Regions from separate parts of the Mus musculus genome. Here all the other regions are linked to region 1. The links are chromatin contacts, called in public ChIA-PET, Hi-C and HiChIP or PLAC-seq maps. All regions are on one chromosome and are shown on one strand. The core of a region is the stretch at or near the end of the contact, and the rest is flanking DNA. Distances in the headings are between cores, read along the strand shown. Region 1 has its middle 15 kb from the start of Gm31889. Region 2 has its middle 20 kb from the start of Gm31363. Region 3 holds the start of C030018K13Rik (RIKEN cDNA C030018K13 gene). Region 4 has its middle 33 kb from the start of Gm43837. Region 5 overlaps Rfc1 (replication factor C (activator 1) 1). Region 6 has its middle 9.8 kb from the start of Gm31423. Region 7 overlaps Wdr19 (WD repeat domain 19).

What was found. A called contact is a pair of places that touch in the nucleus more often than the background predicts. ChIA-PET counts read pairs in DNA pulled down with a chosen protein or histone mark. HiChIP or PLAC-seq counts read pairs in DNA pulled down with a chosen protein or histone mark.
Region 2: a YY1 ChIA-PET map of embryonic stem cells shows a contact between it and region 1, with 5 read pairs. The contact joins two enhancer-like sites. A contact is called at or near these places in 2 of 15 datasets of contacts at CTCF or cohesin (both in embryonic stem cells), 14 of 484 Hi-C or Micro-C datasets (the G1E-ER4 cell line, the N1E-115 cell line, bone marrow-derived macrophages and 5 more), 20 of 115 datasets of contacts at active chromatin or transcription factors (bone marrow-derived macrophages, cardiomyocytes, embryonic basal ganglia and 8 more) and 1 of 9 other capture datasets (embryonic stem cells).
Region 3: an H3K27ac HiChIP or PLAC-seq map of embryonic stem cells shows a contact between it and region 1, with 12 read pairs. The contact joins the promoter of C030018K13Rik here to the enhancer-like site in region 1. A contact is called at or near these places in 5 of 39 promoter capture datasets (the 3T3-L1 cell line, hippocampal neurons, liver and 2 more), 2 of 15 datasets of contacts at CTCF or cohesin (the NIH/3T3 cell line and large pre-B cells), 18 of 484 Hi-C or Micro-C datasets (CD4 T cells, CD8 T cells, the G1E-ER4 cell line and 7 more), 26 of 115 datasets of contacts at active chromatin or transcription factors (CD8 T cells, the NIH/3T3 cell line, T-cell acute lymphoblastic leukemia and 15 more) and 1 of 9 other capture datasets (liver).
Region 4: a Hi-C map of bone marrow-derived macrophages shows a contact between it and region 1, with 36 read pairs. The contact joins two enhancer-like sites. A contact is called at or near these places in 2 of 15 datasets of contacts at CTCF or cohesin (the NIH/3T3 cell line and large pre-B cells), 8 of 484 Hi-C or Micro-C datasets (bone marrow-derived macrophages, embryonic fibroblasts, embryonic stem cells and 1 more) and 22 of 115 datasets of contacts at active chromatin or transcription factors (bone marrow-derived macrophages, cardiomyocytes, embryonic basal ganglia and 11 more).
Region 5: an H3K4me3 HiChIP or PLAC-seq map of bone marrow-derived macrophages shows a contact between it and region 1, with 5 times the contacts expected there. The contact joins two enhancer-like sites. A contact is called at or near these places in 3 of 484 Hi-C or Micro-C datasets (B cells and CD4 T cells) and 3 of 115 datasets of contacts at active chromatin or transcription factors (bone marrow-derived macrophages, embryonic stem cells and large pre-B cells).
Region 6: a Hi-C map of bone marrow-derived macrophages shows a contact between it and region 1, with 44 read pairs. The contact joins two enhancer-like sites. A contact is called at or near these places in 1 of 39 promoter capture datasets (liver), 3 of 15 datasets of contacts at CTCF or cohesin (CD8 T cells, large pre-B cells and pro-B cells), 26 of 484 Hi-C or Micro-C datasets (the 3T3-L1 cell line, 3T3-L1-derived adipocytes, the C10 cell line and 18 more) and 18 of 115 datasets of contacts at active chromatin or transcription factors (the NIH/3T3 cell line, bone marrow-derived macrophages, a colorectal cancer cell line and 10 more).
Region 7: a contact with region 1 is called in a Hi-C map of regulatory T cells, with 3 times the contacts expected there. The contact joins two enhancer-like sites. A contact is called at or near these places in 8 of 39 promoter capture datasets (the C10 cell line, cranial neural crest, frontonasal cranial neural crest and 5 more), 8 of 484 Hi-C or Micro-C datasets (CD4 T cells, bone marrow-derived macrophages, cortical neurons and 4 more), 2 of 115 datasets of contacts at active chromatin or transcription factors (embryonic stem cells and large pre-B cells) and 1 of 9 other capture datasets (adipose tissue).

Annotation. Positions count from the first base shown.
Region 1 is chr5:64,863,504-64,866,318 of GRCm38.p6, forward strand. No RefSeq gene overlaps it. Among named protein-coding and RNA genes, the nearest start is that of Gm31889, 15 kb to the right of the region's middle. Within about 2 kb of position 1,303, at least 201 of the 459 cell types and tissues checked have an H3K27ac peak or open chromatin away from gene starts, as enhancers often do. A contact at or near this core is called in the C2C12 cell line, CD8 T cells, the G1E-ER4 cell line and 20 more, where this site is marked.
Region 2 is chr5:64,430,534-64,433,233 of GRCm38.p6, forward strand. No RefSeq gene overlaps it. Among named protein-coding and RNA genes, the nearest start is that of Gm31363, 20 kb to the right of the region's middle. Within about 2 kb of position 1,343, at least 43 of the 459 cell types and tissues checked have an H3K27ac peak or open chromatin away from gene starts, as enhancers often do. A contact at or near this core is called in embryonic stem cells and uterus, where this site is marked.
Region 3 is chr5:64,475,628-64,478,327 of GRCm38.p6, forward strand. C030018K13Rik (RIKEN cDNA C030018K13 gene) reads left to right here and starts at 1,381. Exons shown (of 2, transcript NR_045413.1): 1 at 1,381-1,605.
Region 4 is chr5:64,409,475-64,412,425 of GRCm38.p6, forward strand. No RefSeq gene overlaps it. Among named protein-coding and RNA genes, the nearest start is that of Gm43837, 33 kb to the left of the region's middle. Within about 2 kb of position 1,412, at least 66 of the 459 cell types and tissues checked have an H3K27ac peak or open chromatin away from gene starts, as enhancers often do. A contact at or near this core is called in bone marrow-derived macrophages, embryonic stem cells, intestinal villus epithelium and 1 more, where this site is marked.
Region 5 is chr5:65,292,864-65,295,958 of GRCm38.p6, forward strand. Rfc1 (replication factor C (activator 1) 1) reads right to left here. Exons shown (of 25, transcript NM_001347357.1): 8 at 3,091-3,095; 9 at 795-1,072. Among named protein-coding and RNA genes, the nearest start is that of Rfc1, 41 kb to the right of the region's middle. Within about 2 kb of position 1,543, at least 12 of the 459 cell types and tissues checked have an H3K27ac peak or open chromatin away from gene starts, as enhancers often do. A contact at or near this core is called in bone marrow-derived macrophages, where this site is marked.
Region 6 is chr5:64,520,745-64,523,444 of GRCm38.p6, forward strand. No RefSeq gene overlaps it. Among named protein-coding and RNA genes, the nearest start is that of Gm31423, 9.8 kb to the right of the region's middle. Within about 2 kb of position 1,432, at least 42 of the 459 cell types and tissues checked have an H3K27ac peak or open chromatin away from gene starts, as enhancers often do. A contact at or near this core is called in the C2C12 cell line, beige adipocytes, bone marrow-derived macrophages and 2 more, where this site is marked.
Region 7 is chr5:65,216,101-65,218,950 of GRCm38.p6, forward strand. The region is part of intron 6 of Wdr19 (WD repeat domain 19); the gene reads left to right. Among named protein-coding and RNA genes, the nearest start is that of Wdr19, 18 kb to the left of the region's middle. Within about 2 kb of position 1,426, at least 32 of the 459 cell types and tissues checked have an H3K27ac peak or open chromatin away from gene starts, as enhancers often do. A contact at or near this core is called in regulatory T cells, where this site is marked.

The DNA.
Region 1 (2,815 bases), core at 53-2,552:
TGCTGGCGTATGCAATAATGTTTGCGTTTGGTGGCTGATTATGGGGTGGACCCCCGGGTGGGGCAGTCTCTGGATGGTCCATCCTTTCATCTCAGCTCCAAACTTTGTCTCTATAACTCCTTCCATGGGGGTTTTGTTTCCAATTCTAAAAAGGGGGGAAGTGTCCACACTTTGGTCTTCCTTCTTCTTGAGTTTCATGTGTTTTGTAAATTGTATCTTCTTGGGTATTCTAAGTTTCTGGGCTAATATCCACTTATCAGTGAGTGTATACCATGTGAGTTCTTTTGTGATTGGGTTACCTCACTCAGGATGATGCCCTCCAGATCCATCCATTTGGCTAGGAATTTCATAAATTCATTGTTTTTAATAGCTGAGTAATACTCCATTGTGTAAATGTAGCACATTTTCTATATCCATTCCTCTGTTGAGGGGCATCTGGGTTCTTTCCAGCTTCTGGCTATTATAAATAAGGCTGCTATAAACATAGTGGAGCATGTGTTCTTATTACCAGTTGGAACATCATCTGGATATATGGCCGGTGGTCTTTACAATAAAACTATGGAGTGGATTTCTGTCTCTCCCTTGGATCTTATTCCGGGTGGATATCTCATCCAGTGAGTTAGTTAGAGGATAGAGAGTGGCTTCCTGGCTCCCAGGTCAGACTCATCTCTCCCCAAAACCCTACCAGAGCTTCTACAGTCTCCAAAATAACATTCTCATGGATGGTTGAAGGTCTCTGGTCACTTGATCCTAGATGGATCCAGGCTCAGTCCAAAGCTTGGATGGAAGAAATGCTACATGTCACATTAGAATCTCCAGCCATTTCACCAAGGTCCCAAAATGAATAGGGGGGGGGGGAGGCGGGGGAGGGGGGGCTGGCTCAGTGGTAAAGAGCACTGACTGCTCTTTCCAGAGGTCCTGAGTTCAATTCCCAGCAACCACATGGTGGCTCACAACCGTCTGTAATGGGATCTGATGCCCTCTTCTGGTTCTGTCTGAAGACAGCAACAGTGTACCCATATAAATAAAATAAATAAATCTTTAAAAAAAAATAGTTAATGTGGGCACCAAGACTCTCACGAAGCCCCCTGGGGCTTACTTTTTAACATGACAGGAAAGCTATGGAGGGCCATGCTGAGTGAAGTACCTTCTTGGTCTGTTACCCTATTATTGTGTTTGGCAAGTGAGGGAGTCAGGGCATTAGTTACTCTACCGCAGAGCCAGGCCTCAGCAGACACCACCAGCCACTTCCCCACAGTCAGTCAGACCTGGGCCACTGGGTCCCCTGCCTTGTTGCTTGGCAGCTTTCTTCAAGGCCTGGCCTGGGCAGCCACACCCAACATTCTCACCACACCCTGTAATTCTCGCCACCCAGAAGTTCTTGCCACACCCTGCCTGCTCCCGGAAGGTAAACAAGGCCTCCAAAGAAGGGCTGCATTGTGTGCTTGCCCTCTTGGCCTTGGCTCTGGAGGCCCCAAATGGGCCTTTGACTTACAAACTCTGGCAGATCTATAAACAGTGACTAGAACAGAGGCCCTCCTGAACTTCAGCTGACCTCCAAGCTGGTCGGTTCTGAGGGACAAGTGCCTAGGCACCTGACTCCAGTGAGCAGAATTTCTACACCACCCAGAAGTGGGGGGAGTTTGCATTTGGGAAAGATAGAGGGAGGGGTGTCATGCTCCCTGGGGAAGACTGAAGTTTGGTCGTGTCACCCAGAGTAGAAGAAATTGCTGGGACATCAGTGAAGACCTCGGCAATGAGAGATGACAAAGTTCCTTTCCATGGAGCCCTGATTTGCACAGATGCAGCCGCTGAGGCATACAGAGTGCTTGCCCTGCGTCCCCCACTAAGCCTCAGATCCTTACCTTATTTGTGGATCATGCTGAGGGCGAAGCTCACTGTTTTCATTTCGCTAGTGAGGAAGCTGTGGTCCAGAGCCAGTAAGCAGGCTGCTCAGGGGCTGCTGATGAGCCCACAAGAGGAAGAACTAAGTTCTGAACCTAGCCCCTGGCTGGAGGCTGCCACCAGGGCAGCCTGTGAGTTAACACTGAGTCCACTTTCTTATGTCACAGGATGCACAGAAAAGGAGTCACTTTGGGGGTGTCTTTGTCTATTTTGACTGCTGCAATAAAATGTCGCAAACTTAGACCCTTTACAAACAACAGAAATATGTTGTTGAGAGTTTGGGAATTTGGAAGTTCAAGACCGAGGCACTAACAGATCTGGTATCTGCCCACCTGTGGTCATGGGGATGGTTCATGCTGTGATTGTTCCAGCAAGAAGAGGCGGGACACCACGGCCCCACCCGTTCAGGACCTCAGTACCTTATATCACCTTGTGACTTTCGTACATGGGCTTCATAGGATACAAGTACACTATAGCAGACAGACTGCTGAGGATCCCCCAAAATTATCAGGTCTCCTCAGAGTAGCTGGGTCATGTGCAGAAGGTTGGCGGGACTTTCTTACAACCAGAAAAAAAACTTGGCCCATTTGCCCTAAAAGCTCTCGAGTGGCGCACGGCTTTAATCCTAGTCCTTGGGAGGCAGAGGCAGTCTGATTTCTGAGTTCAGGTCAGCTTAGTACAGAGGTCCAGGACCACAAAGACTAACCCTGTCTTGAACACCGAAAAAGAGGGAGCTAGAGAGATGACTCACTGGTTAAGAGCACTGGCTGTTCTTCCGGAGGACTCTGGTTCAATTCCTGACACCCATGTGGTAGCTTATAGCTGCAACTCCAGCTTTAGGAGATCTGGCACTCTTACACAGATGTACATGCAGGCAAAACACCAGTGAACATAAAATAAAAACAGATCA
Region 2 (2,700 bases), core at 93-2,592, 430 kb before region 1:
GCTCCTGACCTGTTTCTTCTTATGGTGGAGCACTGGGTGCGGCTGCGAAGGAAAACAATTTCATCTTGATGAACCAGAATGGCCAGTTGGTGTGAGCAGGGTGGGTCCCTGCTTGCTGTTCCCAGAGCCCCAAGGCAAGAGCCTGGAGTCACATTTTATCTCCGGCTTCTGACCTGGGGTCAGGGTGCCAATAAACCAGGTTGTTTTGGCCACACCCTGTGATGTATTTGTCTGATGGGAATGTGGTTCTGAAACCAGTAGATGGTGGCCTTTGTTCAGTGGTGGCTGGAGGCTGCTTTTCTTTCTTAGAGTTGAAAGAGTTGCAGGCTGCATTCCCCCAGAGAATTAGAAAAAGAAATGTTCTGAAACAAATGATGCTCCCATGGAACACTTATTCTTTAATTCCCACCAGCCTCCACCCAGTGCTCTGTGAGTTTTGGTCCAGAAATGGCTCCTGTCTGTCCCCACCATCTCTATCAGTGCTAGGATCTGCATGGATGCTTAGAAGTGTGCTAGGCCTGCCTGCTGGTCTCCGGGTCCCCATGTCTGTCCAGTACCCTGCCTTGTCTCCTGTCCTGGTTTTCAGGAACGCTTTCCCCTGGCCTAGCATGTGTGACCCTGGAGAAGGGATTGCAAAGCCAGTCTGGATAATTCTGAGTAACTCAGTAAATGAGCTTCATTTCAGATGGAGGTGGGAGACAGCAAACATGAATCCTGCTGCAGCCCAGCCTGGTGTGGGTCCACCAGACAGGTGCCAATCAAAAGAAGGATCTTTCCAAGTCGAACCTGTTTTGGAAAATAGGTCTATTCACAGCATACAAGACAGATGCTCCAAGAAACGCTTTACTTTAATCAGGTAGTCACCTGCTCTGTTTCTCACTGTTAGTCTAATGGAAGACTGCACCTTTCTGAGTTTCAAGTCCTGCTTCTAAAAAAACTGGGCTGGCCAAAATTATTGGAAGAGCGAGGCACGGTGCTATGTGAGTGCTATGTGAGGGGACTGAGAGAATGCAGTGCAATGCGTAGGAAGGCTGCAGCCACTCTTGGATCTCTGTGGTGCCATTCAGACAGGGGTGCTGGGCCCAGACACAGAAAGGACACAGTACCCTTAGAGCCCAGTGAGAAGTCAGATAAGATCTGGCCGTTCAACTTGGGTTTGGGACGCAGAAGGCTGGAGGCACCAGACAGTGCTGCAGGAGCTCAGCCGAGGGCAGCCGGAACCTGGTTTGACTTGAATTTCTTCCTTCTGTTTTGTTATTGCTGATAGCTTTGTGTTTGCTGGCCACTGTTGGAATCATGGGTGTAACTGGGTGGGGCAGGTGAGGCCAGAGGCCAGGTGCAGCCTGGCAAAGAAGTAGAGGGAGGTGTAGGGTGTGGTGTGCAGGGCCCTGACTTCTCTAAGCAGCTATAGGGAGCTCCTTCCCGGAGGCAAGACGCCTTGTCAGGCACTGAAGCAAGGCTGGGGTGCTTGCTGCCTCTGTGACTTTCCTCCTCCTCCTGCAGCCAGGTCTAGGGAGGAACAAGTTGTCTTCAGCATGGGATAACAGCAGTTGTGGGGTTGCTGAGTACCTCTTTCTTTCCCCGTGTCCTCAGGCTGTTTCGAGCGCTCTTGCTGGCTTGCCACCTGGCTGCCATCTTGTTATCATGAACGTTTCCCACTGGTGGCTTTTACTTTGGGGTGATTCTGTAGATGAAGTACTTGTAGGACTGAAGTCTCAGAGACTTGGGATTTGGAGCCAAGCGAAGGAATGGCAGATATGGATGGCATAGGGAGAGGTCATGAACACGGGTGGGACAGGGTCCATGAACACAGCGGGTGGGGGGTGGAGTTTGCACGCATGAATGCAGGTTTGTGAACATGGATAGAATAACAGTTTGTGAATATGAACGGGATAAAGTTTGCAGTCACGGATGAGACAGAATTCATGGATGTAGAAGAGAAGGATCTCGTGGACAGAGAGATGGAGGAGTTTGCAGACATGGACCAAGTCCATGAACATGAATGGTAAGTCGTTCAAGGACATGGATATAGAGTTTCACTCATTCTCCAGTTGGATGTAGCAGCCAGCATCAGAACGAATCCACGTGGGGCCCTTACCTATCCTCCTCCTGCTGGTTGCAGGCTTTTCTCTTTCCCTAGCCCACCTCTGGCTACCTCTCTCAGTGCAACCTCTGTTGTCCCCTTAAGCCCCCAGCATCAGTGATGGAACCCAGGACTTTATGCATGCTTGGCAAATGCTCTGCCACAGAGCCACCTCCCAGGACACCTTGATATTTACTTTTTCAGGAGGTGGCAGACTAGTGTGTTAATAGAAGCCTTAGCTCCTTTGGTATCCCTAATGTTTGGTGCATGGGAGGAGCAGGGCAGGGTGCAGTCTATATTTGTTAGACTGAAGAAATAGAAAGATGACAACTGACCTTCCTCAATGTACCAGATGGTACTGGAACAGAATTTGGAGATGAGAGACTACGGGTCATATATAGTCTTCCTGGATTGGTCTTGGATTAGAGACACTGACCTAATTTATACCTTAAGACTGTGTACATGAAGGCTTGTCCTTAGAAGCAGCGTATGTTAACACAATAACAAGGGCTAGCAAGATGGGTCAGCAGGTAATGCAGTATAAGACTGATGACCTGAGTTTGAGCCTTGGAACCCATGTACAAAAAGCCATATGTGGTGGCATGCCTTTGTAATTC
Region 3 (2,700 bases), core at 131-2,630, 390 kb before region 1:
TTTAAAGAGAAAGGGAACAGTGGGCTCTCCTGATGGTCAGGCATAGCAGCTATCATGGAGAGGATGGTGGGAAGCACTTCCACTCACAGTGGAGAGCCTTGATGGGCTTCAGTGGAGGCCTGGCTTGCTGTTCTTGGTATAGTCTAGCGCAGGTAATCAGCTGTGCAGCCACAGATTTGTGGCTCATCAGTGTGAAGATTTGTGCCCATCTTTCTGCTCCCATTGCTAACCATATTACCTCATCCAAACTACCCTTCTGGATCAATGACTAGACCGTTCCACTGACTCATGTGCTGGTCCTTGGGCTAGGAGATCAAGGCCACATAATATAAAGCTTAAAATATCAAGAATGTCAAAAGCGGTGCCAAGGTGGACTTTCAGAGGCATCCCAGAAGACAGCAGAATAATGAGCAGTCTCTTTGCAGGCTGGTCATGTGTCTCTGCAGAGAGCATCCTGCTAAACCCTCATCAGGAAACTCCTGTTAGGATTTCTGCAGGAGCGACATGGAGAAACACCTGATAATGGTCTCTGTGCTGGCTAGTTTTTTAGGCCAACTCCAACACAAGGTAGAGTTATTTTGAAAGAGGGAGCCTCAACTGAGAAAGTGCTCCCACCAGATTGGCCTGTGGAGAAGCCTGTGGGGGATTGCCAGGTGGGAGAGCCCAGTTCACTGTGGGTAGTGCCAGACACGGGCTGGTGGTCCTGGGTGCTCTAAGAAAGCAGGCTTAGCAAGCCATAGGGAGCGAGCCAGAAAGCAACATTTCTCCATGGCTTCTGCTCCAGTTCCTGCCTCCAGGTTCCTGACCTGTGCTCTTGCCCCGACTTCCCTCCATGATGGATTTATAAGCTATAAAATGAAATAATCCCCCTTTCCAGGGGATGCTTTCACGGTGCTTTATCACAGTAATAGAAAAGTAACTAAGACAGTTTCTTTCCCAGAATAAACAAAGTACACTTCCGGCTGTCAATTTCGTCTCTTTTTTTTTTTTTTTTTTTTTTGACACCCTGTAACTCAATGACAGCTCTTGAGGATCGATATGGTCCAGTGACAGTGAATTGATTGTTCCAGCAGAGATTTTTAATGAGATTGTTCACACCATTCAGGAGCCGCCATCTCCAGCCGATCCCAGTGACAATGGTAGGGACCCTGTGAATAGAGAAAGCGAAGCAACCTTCCTGCTCATTTCTTTTTGAAAGCACCAAGCCCTAGCAGCCAGGCCTTCTTGTTAATTAGTTGTTAATTATTGGGACAGCTCGTGAAATGGGTTTTAAAGAGCTGGCCTGGTGGCAAAGAAAAGAACCTATCACAAGAGACTGAATTGAAGTGCAAGAAAGGGAGAGAAAAGCTTTTACGTAGTTGACTGGCACCAAGGAAATTCTAGCAACATATCTTTGGGGTGCAAGACGGGAGGTCTTGTAGAAATGCATACAGGATACTGGAACACACGAATTAACAGAAATTCACCATCCTCCTCCTCTATTTTTTTCTAGACTAGAAGACACATGGAACAGAGCAGAGGTGACCTACGTAAGGTCACACTTCTGGCTGGTGTCCTAAGATTCAACCGAATGCAGAGAACTCACTACCATCAGGTCCCGTGAAGGTGAGTGTTGGCCATTTGGCTTGAGTTGTCTATGAATACAGGCTTCTGGCCCACTTATTTTTATTCACCCTCAAGGAGGGCTATGACAGAAATAGGTCAAAGCCACACATTGCCAGATTTAGAAATCTCATGCACCACTATGGCCAAATTCAATGATTACTGATATGTTAAAATTAATGCCTTTAAACTCCTGATAGTGTGTGAATAATTGTGCCATTTGTTCCCCACTCTTGTGGAAAGTTAACTCATTACATGTGTACATTTAGAATGTTAGTTTCTATAACTATCTTGGCATTTAAGTGCATTTTTAATGTTTCTACATTTATTTATTTATTTATTTATTTATTTATTTATTTATTTATTTGTGTGATTGGTGTGTGTGTGTGTGTGTGTGTGTGAGCATACTTTTGGACATGTGCATCACAGTATACATGTGACCATCAGAGGACAACTCATGTGAATCATTTCTCCTGTTTCTACTATACGTGGGGCCTGGGAAATGAATTCAGGTTATCAGAGTTGGTGGTTAGCACCTTTACCTGCAGAGCCAATCTATCTCGTCAGCTTGAAATAGATTTTAGGAAATAAACATGTTTTTCTGAAGGTTCAAAATATACAAAACAAGTGGCTGAGCTTTTTTTGACACCTCTGAGCCGCCTGGTTGGGAGACTATCACATTAATAAGTGATAAAAGCTCACTGAGAATCAAGGCATGGTTTTCTTTAGGCAGAGTACTCTGGGTTTCAGAGTTGTAGAGTTGGCATGATGGACCCATCCATCAAGGGCAAGCAGAGGCTAACTACACACAAGCTACTCTCGGAAATAAACGCTTAGACAATGCCGTTACTGTTTTTATTCTCTGTATTACCCATGCCTATCTCTTCGGGTAGCTCCGTTATAGAACTTCAAACATAGCTCATCCAATCATCTTTTAACTTAAAAAATAAATAAATAAAAACTTGGGGTAAAGATCTCAAGTGCATCTTTATTCTCTGCTGAAAAGCTGCTAAATACAGGAAATAAAATACGAAGTCACCGTAACCGGAAGCTCTGCACTGAACACGAGCGGTGAAAGGGGAGATGGGTGGGTGTTAT
Region 4 (2,951 bases), core at 162-2,661, 450 kb before region 1:
CCAGAATTCCTCTTGGATCAGTTGGGGATCTCTGAGGCTTTAATCTCATGCACAGCATAAAATGTAAAACACAGTCAAAATATTAGTTGTATCCTAGCCATTGAAATCACTAACAATGGGAGGGACCTAGCACTGCAAAGAATCGAACAGCTAAAATGTTAATGTTTCAGGGCCAATACATTTATAATATTGTATAGTGGGTTTTTTTTTGTTTGTTTTTGTTTTAGTTTTTTCTAACATTTTGGATATAAGAATGTCTTTCAACACCTCGTGCTTTATAATCAGCATTAGCTATTTCCAGTGCTTATTTCCCTTCCCAACCTCATACTCAGAGTGTTTGTAGGTAAAGATGGGCTATCGAGTTTACTTGCTGTGGGTGTTGGAAGTCCTGAGTGTCACAGGCAGGCTGTAGGGTCAGTGGCAGTAACTGGGACTAGGGTTGTCTGGTCATTGTGTGGAACACCGGTGTGGACAGCTTAGCATTGTGAGAGGGAAGGAATCTGATGGGGGTCTGGCCTGTGGCCATATATTCTCTGAGTTGCTGATTTAGGAGGCCTAAGTGGAGGAGGCTCAGCGTGCTGCGTACACCTTCTTCATCCCTGGGTGCTACACCCCTGCCTCCTGGTTGCTTTCTGGACACAATGGCTCCTTCTAAGCCATTCTTAACTTGGAGTTCACTATATGGAAGCCATATGGCATGCCTAAAGCCATGCCTTGTGTTCATATGACATTTATATCTTCTTTCCTGAACATTCTTACAAATCATTGTTTTATGTGAGTGAGTGCTTTGCCTACATGTGCGTTCCCACAGAGGCCAGACAAGAGTGTTGGGTCCCCCAAAACTGGAGTTAGAGATGGTGTGGGTTACCATGTAGATGCTGAGACTCAAACCTAGATCCTTGGGAAGAAAGCTGGTGCTCTTAACTGCTGCACCATCTCGCCAGCCCCGTTCCCCCAAATTTTTAAATAGCGTCTGTAGAACCCCTCAGCATGGTCATGACTTAATTTGGATGTAACATTTTCGGCTGCTGTCACGTGACAGTCTCTCCCTCGGGCCCATGGACGAGCGGCGTCCACGAGTATAGGATAATATTATGACAAGGAAGTTAAAAGCACAGGAAATGAAAACAATATAGTAGCCTGTTCTGAAGATCCCGAGCAGGACTGACTTCAGAGCCGTTAGGGTCTATTTGTAAAAGCATAGGCTGTCCAAGCACAAAACAATCAGTGCAGAAACCCATAACTGCCACGCCCAGAAAGCAGCATGCCCGGAAGGGTAGGAGGAAGCCTTTGGACTCTTTCCTGAAGTGGGCCTGTGCTGGAGGGACGAAGGCTGTAGATGGTGCAGAGGTTGTGTTTGGCTGGCTGAATTCCAGCACAGCTGAGGGCTAGTTAGACTCTGTAAAGGTTTCTTTCTCCTTCGCTTCCTCTTACTGGGTGCTGGCTTAGCACATGTTGTGAGGGTATTTATTTTTGACTCGATGGTAACTGTTTCAGGAAGTCTGAGGATGTGAACAAGATTGACAGCTGTAGAAAGTTCCAGGAAACATACCAACCAGGCACGTTCTTGGGGTTATAGGATGTGCCATACCAAAGAGGCTGTAGGGGGTCTCATCAAAAACAAGCAAATGAACAAAACAAGACTGAAGTGGTTTACAAAGCAATAACAGAATCCAGAGTGTCTAAATAATGGTCCCTATAGGAGGAGCATCTTGGAATTTTAGAAGCATTGGCTACACACAGCAAATATTCCCTCCACAATGGAGTAAACAGAGTTAAGCAGAGGCCGGATGTTTTTGGAGGAGTTTATAGTCAGTATATTGGTTTGCTGGTTAGTTTTGTCACCAGCTTGACACAACCTAGTTGAAGAGTTGCAAAATCAGCCTGGCCGGTGGACTTTATTTCAGTTGCTAATTGCTTGCTATAGATGGGGCCAAATTATCTTCCCGAGGTAAGAGGTCCTGGACTGCAGAAGAAAACTAGCTAAGCATGAGCCTGTGAGCAAACCAGAGAACAAGCTAGAAAGCAGCGTCACTCCATGGACTCTGCTTCAAGCTCCTGCGCTGAGCTCCTCGCCCCGACCTCCCTGGATGGGGCTGGGATCTCTGAGATGAAATTAGCTCTTTTTTTTCTCACCTAGAGGTGTGTCTCCTTGCTGCCCTAAGTCCTGTCAAGATGATAATGAAGATTAACCATCACTTTTGCCCCGTCTCTGTAGAACATCAGCTACCTAGCTCTAAAATCTATTCTATAGACTGAGATTTCCTTGGCTGTTGAGGAAACCGCGACCCACCGAGGAGCTGGGATTTGCAGCAGAGAGGCTACAGCAGTACATACCAGAGGTAAGATGTTAACCAGTTCTCTCCTTCCTAGCCTCCTTCCTCCACACCCAGAAGAGGGGTGAATGTCAGCTGATTCTAGCCTGGTGTGCTCTGCAGACACATCCTAGGGATGGAAATGTGGAGGACTCTGGGAAGCCCAGGCCCACAGGAACTGCAAAGGTGAGACTGGAGTGATAAGCCATGCTTGTTGCTCCTGATTGCAGAGAGTAACTCGTAGAGAGAAAGGCTTGTTTGGGTATACAGTTGGGGAGATTTCAGTCATGACTGGTTGACAATGAGGTCAATCATGGTGGTGTCTGATGGGAGCAAAGACATCCACCCCACAGAAGGGATGCAAACAAGAGACAAAGGTCCTATGTTTCTATTCAAGGCCTACAATAACTGGTTTCTATCTCTCCATCCTCTTTCAACATCACCATGTTGGGGGACAAAGCCTTTAACACAGCAGTTCTCAACCTGTGGGGTGTGACCCCTGAGGGACTAAGACCATCAGAAAACACAGATGTTTACACTATGATCCGTAACAGTAGCAAAATCACACTTATGTAGCAACATTGCAGCACAAGATTAAGAACCTCTGCCTTAACACATGGGTTTTGGGGGAAGATA
Region 5 (3,095 bases), core at 293-2,792, 430 kb after region 1:
GTCAGAGAACAATCTGTAGGAGCCAGTTCTCTCCTTCCACCAAGAAGGGCCCAGGGATAAAACTCGGGTGTAGCACCCTACCCACTGAGCCATTTCATTGGTACCAAATACATATCCCTACCTCCTTTCTACACACACATCAAGAAATAACCAGACTAGGATCCCTTATCTGTTCAGCACTATCGGTATACTCAAAAGCCGGCTCTAAGCTGTCCCAACGCTCACAGTGCTATTTTGTCTTCAGAGAGCTCATGTCTAGCTCTGCCTTTGATACTAAGTGCCTAAGAGGCACTAGGAGTGCTCGTTTCTCCTTCTAAATCTAAAGTGTTTCAGAACTGGAGGTTAAAAATCACCATTATCTTCTTATATATATCTAAAGACAAAGAAAAGTCCCTTTGTGGTTCTGATGACCAAGATTACAGGTAGGTAATCTTGGAAAAGCTACTTAAATTCTTTCAGCCTGTTTCTTCGTCTTTACAACAAATTATAAGAGCAAATGTCTCAAAGGTTATTGTGAAGATTATGGAATATAATTTATGAATATGAGCATAGTTTCTCATACAATAGCAGTACATATTGGCTCATTTCCTGTATGACTATTCTTTAAGAGATTTACATGATCTCATGTCTTCTAGGGATCAAACAAGGAGTCAAGTATATTAGCCAAGCACCCAACCACTGAGCTACACCCCCCAGCTTCAAATTATTTTTTTATAACAACGTAGGAACATGATGAACAATCCACCTGAACTGCCATTTGTTCCTGAATTACATACATTTCACAAAGTCCCTACCTCTCTCTTAGTTGGAGAAACTTTCGTTTTCTTAGGAGTTGTTTTCTCTCCTTTGGGTTCAGTGGCGCTTTCTTTTCTTCTTGCAGCCAGCAGCTCTGTTTCGTTGTAAGAACTTTCTTCTTTTGCTTTCATAAGCGCCAGTTTGGCACTGGCCTTGGGTGAGGAACAGGCTTCCTTCCGGTGAGCTGATTTGCAAGGCTGCTTAGCATCTTCTGAAGCCCTCCCCTTGCCATGCTTAGCAGGACTGTAGGTCTTTCTTGCAGTTGAGAAAAGCTCGGCTTTTACAAAGGGGAAACCAGGATTGTTATTTGGGTTTCATGACAGCCAGCATCAACATTTTCTTCATCTTTGTGATTTTTTTAGTACTATATAGTATCACATTATTTCAAAACATTTACTACTTTAGCTTATATAGCATCCTTATTTTTTAAACTTATATAGACACATAATATATATTTTTGTAATCAGTTCAAACTGAGAATTGTCATTATAAATGCAAACTATTCATTTGACATATTATTGTAAACAGCACGGAAAGATATGGATGTAGCCCAATAGTACAGTACTGCCTACCAATACGCAAAGCCTGAGACCAATCCCAGGCGGTGTGAAAAGTCCAAGATTCCCCTCCACAGATATGCTGCTATAAAATGTATAGAGACAAAACTTACTGCCTGGGATATGCTGCACAGAACTCTGCAAAGCAGTGGGACTCAAACCCTGAGTCATCAAGGCTAAGAAGTGCTACATATGCAGATTTACTTCTAGAATTACATCATCCATTAGTCTCCCACGTCTGCAGGCTCCACTCAGCCAGCCAGGAACAGGAAATACTTTAACTATGTATATACAAACCATGTTCGTTTATCCTGATGACTATTCTCTAGACAATCAGCACAGTAACTGCTTACATACCATTATACTGTATGAAAGTAATCTAATAATGGCTTAAAGTACACTGGAAGAGATGCTGTCTATAAATTATATGTAAATTCTACCCTTGCACATAAAGAGCTTAAGTGTCCACAGTCATGGGGACCCACATGGGTCATGAAATTCATGTTTCATAGATAATGAGGGGCATCTAGGACACAGGTCTGTATTCCAACTACTCAGAGGGCAGTGGCAGAAAGACTGCAGTTTTAAGTGTAAAGTACAGGATGATTTAAGGCCAGCCTGTGTAACTCACTAGAACCCTATCTCAAAAGAAAAAGAAAAAGGAGAGCTGAGAATATAGCTCTGAAACAGATCACTTAAGTAGTATGTGCAAGACCCTAGATTTAATCCCTGGTATAGCAGATAAACAGAAAAGGGTAAGAAAAGGCAAGGGGTGACTGTATCAGTAAATGGTGCAATGTCAGGACCATTGCAGAACAGGATATCCAAGATAATCTGAAGAGCTTCCGATGGTCTGGACAATCCAGAGGACAACTCTGTGACACTACCTCTAACACGAAAAGCTTAAAACATTTGCTTCTTTGTCTTCACACAATAAAATCCACATACTCAGACATTAACAAAGTGTACCCTAATACACTTTACATAACACTAAACGCAGAAGAGCATTCTCCTCTAGTATCTAGCTTTCAAAGTGCAGGTAATCCTTGATTTAGGACTGTTAAAAGTTTTCAACTAGCCTGTCGTGGTGGCCCACGCCTTTAATCCCAGCACTTGGGAGGCAGAGGCAGGCGGATTTCTGAGTTCAAGGCCAGCCTGGTCTACAAAGTGAGTTCCAGGACAGCCAGGACTATAAGAGAAACCCTGTCTCAAAAAAACAAAAAAAAAAAACAAAAACAAAAACAAAAAGTTTTCAACTTTATCTTAGAGGCAAAGGGGAAGGGGGATGAGATGGGGGGTTTGCAGGTGGGAGACACATTTGAAATGTAAATAACCAATTTAAAAAAGTTTTCAACTTTATAATGGTGCAAAAGAAACATGCAATCAGCAGAGAGATGGGTAATTTTGAGGTCTGATTTTACAGGAATGTGACTGTAAATCAGCCTGCCGTGTCTGTGGGTTCCATATTCATGGACTCAGCGACTTCTTGAGATATCGGGCATCAGCAGTGACATTCTCCACAGCATGCACTTCTCACTACGACATGATCTAACTGTTGACGGTCTTGGAGTTAGCAGAAGTACATCTGAGCCTAGGGGCACCTTTACCTAAAGGGGCTCAAACAGCTCGCTGAATGTCCACGAAACAAATAGTGCAAAGAAGGGTTTAGCAAAGTTAGCGAGTATTCTCTTCTACAAAGACAAGCCAGCGCTCTCTTACATTCCTCTGCCACCATTACCTTTA
Region 6 (2,700 bases), core at 182-2,681, 340 kb before region 1:
GATTTCTTTGTCCCAAAGGGACAGAAGGCTGAGATAAGAGGACAAAGGCAGGAGATAGAAGAGGAAGAAGGGGAAGGGAGCAAGGGAGAGGGGAGCAAGGGAGAGGGGAAGGGGGATTTGTCTTGGAGGGAAATGGGACAAAGGACTTCCTCTGATGGAGAGGAGACAGACCGTCACATAGGAAAATGGTGGTTTATAAAGGGAAAAATGGGAAACCCCGTGTTAGGATGAGGTGTTTAACTTTAATTGGGCATGTTAATTAGGTGAGCCCAAGAGGGCTTTTGACCGCTGGACTTCAGTATTTTGATAGTTGGACCTTGGTAGTCAGCCTCAGGAGGAAGAAGTGGCCAAATAAAGAACGGACCTTGGAGACTAGCATTAGGAATGAAATCTACGGACTTTTAGCAAGACAGAGGGAATTGGGGAGAAGGACGAGGCCTGTCAGAGCCATGACCACCACACTTGACCTAGCCGGAGTCCCTTCAAATTCTTAACCACAGAAAACATGTTGCCACTCTGAGCTCACCTTAACACGGAGAGTGCCATGCAGCCCAAGATGGCCAGCACACTCACTGCCCCTGCCACCATATGCAACTGTAGAGAGAAAGTGAAGGCAAGTGAGAAGCAAACAGCAGATGACAGCCACAGAGAAGCATATGAACAGGAACTTTTAAAGATGGGAAAAGAATTCCTAGTGGGGGACACGAGGAGATATGCATACTCATTACCTTCTCATTATCCTCAAATAATACCGCCCAGCTGCGGCTCCCCTGTAAAGTCAAAAAGTTCCCGTGAGTTGGAAACAGAGCACAAGAGTTTTCTCCTAACACAGGATGGTGCCAAATGTGAGTGCTTACATAAATAGATCAAGAGTCTCTCCACCGAAGACACATCCATGTCCAGGCTTGCCTGTGGCCTGACTCTTCCCCTGACTACATAATGATTAATAGGCTGTAGCAATATAGTGTGCCAGATACCTGTATTTGGTTATGAATGGAGAAATTATTTATAGTTGCCTGAAGCCAGCGTGGCTGTCTGGTACTTCTATGGCTTTATCTTACAAAAATAATATATATCATAAAGAATATATATGTGTGTGTGTGTGTGTGTGTGTAGGTATTTAATATGAATCTGGTGGGTGTTGCCATAACCAACCTTCATAGGTAAAAAAAGAAGGAACAATGTCTTTTCAAGTAGTCATGAGGAAAGTGAGAAAACAAAGCACTTTGTAAATGAATCCCTGACCCTGTGAGAGGAATCTTCACAGAAACCACAAAATGTTGGCTTTTGACTAAGTTCCCAAAAGAAAAAGTCAGTTTCCTGTTTGCTTGGGGTTGTATTTTAATTTCTTTTTGGTTGTGGTTAGATAATTTTCAAGAACATATGGGAAAAGTCTTGGCAGTCAGTCCCTCTCGTCCCCACAGGATGGCAAAAGAAGTGTGCAAATGAAAACGGGACACAGCACTTCAGCCTGACACGATGCCCCATGGTGCCAGCCAGCGGCTTCTTGGGGGATAATTTACAGCTGACGACTGAGGACTTGAGAAACCATGCTCAGCAACAGTTTACAAAGCTGAGAACAGAAAGCAAAGACTGCTGAAACAGCATTAGACACACACACACAGTGTCACACACACACACACAATCACATAATACATACATACTCACACAAACATACACAGACATACACACACATATATATATATACACACATTCACACACACATACACACACACTCATACAGACACGCACATATACAATGCACACATGCATACACATACCCACACATACACACACAAATTCACATACACATACATACATACATACACATACAGATACACACAGAGCTACACACACACACACACACACACACACACACACACACACACTGTCATCTGAGATTAAGTCTGACCAGGCTACTCACAGTGTTAAAAATAATAACCCAAAGTTTTACAGAGCAGCTCAGTAGTTGCACTTAGTGCTATAACGGCATCTTCCTATTTAACCCTAATAACCTTAGATGCTTAGAAAAATAAGGCGGACTGTTTAAAATCCCCAGCCAGCAGGCACTCCAGCTGACTGTTGATGTTGAACACAGCTGTGTCCATAGCCTGAGCTTTTAACCACTAGAACGTGTTGTCAAACCCTGATGTTATAACAAACACTTTTGGTGGAATGGATGGTGTCTTTACCACATCACATATGTTCCTGCTATGAATAGTAAATGAGCATACCGTGAAATAATGAAATAGTTATGATTTTGCACAAATGCTTCGTTACAGAGCCCTTGAGTAGAAACCCTGCCACAGTCAGTGCACAGGTAATTAAAGACATTGTAAATAGTGCATCTTTTACCTTCTCAGCCTTCCGTGATTGATAAAACGCTAGGTAGATTGAGTAGGGATAAAAGACAGAGAACATGGATCATGGGCATCAAGAACTAAACTTGGGATGGCAGTCAAGTTTGTGGCCTCAAAAACATCTTAAAGGGTATTTTTTTGCAATAAATTAACATTTTAGAATTTATGAACTTACAGTACAAATTTCTTAAGCTGACACACGATAAAATGGAAAATATGAATAGCCTCATGTCTATTGAAAGAATTAACTTTGGGGCTAGTGATGTGTCTCAACAGGTAAAGGTACTTGGTGGCAGGCTGGATGGCCTGGGTTCAACACCTGCATCCCACGTGATAGAAG
Region 7 (2,850 bases), core at 176-2,675, 350 kb after region 1:
TATACCGTGTGCATGCTTGGTGACCACTGAAGTCAGAAGAGGGTGTCGTCAGGTTTCCTGGAATTGGAGTTACAGATGTTTACTAGCCATCTGTGGGCACTGGGAACTGACCCTGGGTCCTCTGCAAGAGCAACAAGTGCTTCTAACTACTACGCCAGCTCTCCAGCCCCCAGTTTTATGTTTTAAGGATCAGAAACCTTTGTCTGTTCCCATGCATCCATACACACACACAGCACCCAGATACAAGTGGGCACACAAACTTTCACACTTGCATACGCACACACACACTCACACACACACACACACACACAAATCCTTTTTTACTAGGATTTTTTTCTTTAAGATTAATAAGTTAGCTATTAAAGGAAATATATTTTCCCCTTTGATATCAAATGGATTATCAGCTCTGTGGTTTCAGACAGTATGTTTGTGAAGTTTTATGCATGCATGCTGATAAAATGGTAAGAACTAGAGAACTGTGGACTCCAAATCAGGCTTCCTGAGTCTAAAGCTTTAATGGATATACCTTTAATGGATATGTTAAATAGTTTCCAAAGGAATCCTGACTAAATCTCAATTAAGATGAATTCCTTCTTCTGTTGAAATTTCCCAAACTTGATTTGATCCTAAGAGGATCTCTTCTTCAGAGAATCTGCATTGTCAATGGCTACCTAGCATCACCACTGGGAAAATTATTCCATGAACCACTATCTATTCCTCAGTACCCTGGTGTACTGTCTTTACAGTCCATACCTCAGTGCCCTACTGTACTGTCTGAACTAGGCTGCACTGACTGAAATACTCTTGGAATATCTGCTTAGGCACAGCACACAGATAAACCTTCCTTGGTCTGTACTGTACAGACAGTTGGAAATGTGATGTATTTGTCAGCTGTTGTTGTATAACAAAATATCTCAAAATGTAGGAGCTTGAAACATCAGTGTTTCATTGTTGTTGACAAGGAATCCAGATGCAGCTTCTTGGAGTGCCTCTGCCTCAGAATCTCCCACAAGGCCGTTTCTAAGCTCACTCACGTAGTGGTTGGTAGAGTTCAGCTCCTTGCAGATTTCTGTTCCTATACAGACTCACTCTATCCACTGTAAGTCCTGATTCCCTACCATGTGGATCTCTCCCATGGAGTGTGCTGGAGTTGAATGTGGTTTATCACCCAAGGTTTCGTTGTCTGAAGTTTGGTCTCTCGTCTACATACTGTGGGGACGTAGGGGAACCTTGGAGGAGTTGGAGCCTAGTAGGAGGTGATGGAGTGTGGACAGGAAGGAATTCATGTAGCTCTCTTGGGACTCTTATTTACAATTAAGCAAAGGTTGTTATGAAAGGTTCTTCACCTTCACGGGACTTTCCTATTCACACACACTCCTGCCGTGATACTAGGTAGTCTTCTAAAAGACACATGGCCTTTCATGATGAGTTACCAAATTTTGTGGTCCAGCTTTTATGCTTTATAGCTTTGGGAGGTGGTAACAACCAGTACACTTTAGACTGTGAATCTTTAAAAGACAGAAGACAACCTGAATAAGGCAGAGTGTGGGCAAATGTTATCACAGAGGTTGGGAGTGTGGCTCAGTTCACGAGGCTCTGTGCTCAGTCCTTAGGACCAGTAAATAAGTAAGTAAATAGTAACAGAATTATAAGTTTCGAATTATAGGGACTGTAAGAACATGACAGTTGTCGTGTTGTGGTTTCCTGTCTTTCTCATGTAGCAGTAAGGAAGTGGGTGGGTTACCCAGAATGCCATCTCCCTTCCATCTTAGCTTCTGGCCTTTTCCAGGACGCATCCTTACCTGCCAGCTGAAAGCTCCTGCCTCAGGGTTCTGTCTGCATTTCAGCCCCGGGAAAGGGAGAGAGGGAGGCAAAACATTAGAAATTAGTGGAGAAGCTGAGCCAAAAGCAGCCTTGTTGGTTTCCTTTCCTGTCATAGCCCAGCCATATGGTCACACCCACACGTGTGCTTGTGCACGCGTGCACATATGGTGGACATGAGTACACATGTGTGCTACAGCATGTGAATGGAGATCAGAGAACAATTTTGTGGGGTCAGTTCTCTCCTTCTGCCTTTATATGGAATCTGGGACTTAAGCTCAGGTCATTGGGTACATATGCTAAACACTTTTTGTCCACCCAGCCAAGTCACTGCCTCAAACTAGTATACTTTCTAAGATTCTTCTGGCCTTCTCAACGCTGTTTGCTCCGACATGAGCTCTAGTCACCTTGCAGTTTTGATCATTCTATTCTGCTGCCCTTTAGAAACAGAACATTAGATGCACTGTTTACTGCTGCCCCGCCCCCAATTCAGGTGCCCACACTGGACATCCCTGGTGTGTTCTTGCAGTTTTTGGTCCCCTGAGTCATGAATGACCTTGGGATACTTTTTTCTACAGAGCATCACAGGAGATCATTACGTCTTGCCAGTATTTGCATACAAGATAACTGTTTGCACTTTCTAACCTTAAGAAGTCTCCTTCTCAAAGTAGGCATACCACAGAAAGTGTCACTTGTAGGCAAAGCATACCGCGCACGTCTTGTCTCTTTTGCTGTGTGTCTGCTGTGGTTCAGAAAGTCATCCCTCTGTCATTTCTGTTCGCCCTGCTCAGCATCTATCTTGCTTCTGGAGGCTAGAGACTGTTCCGGTGGCTCTGTCTTGTCTTGGTTGTGCAGCTTTAGGGGTTGAACCTAGAGCTGTGTGCTGTGCCAGCGCCCTAACCCTGAGCTGCACCCCAGGCCATTATCCTTTGCATTTGAGACAAGGCCTCCCTTTGTAGCTCAGGCTGCCCTGGAACTCATTACAGAACCCAGGCTGGTTTTAAACACATGGCCATCCCTCTGCCTCGA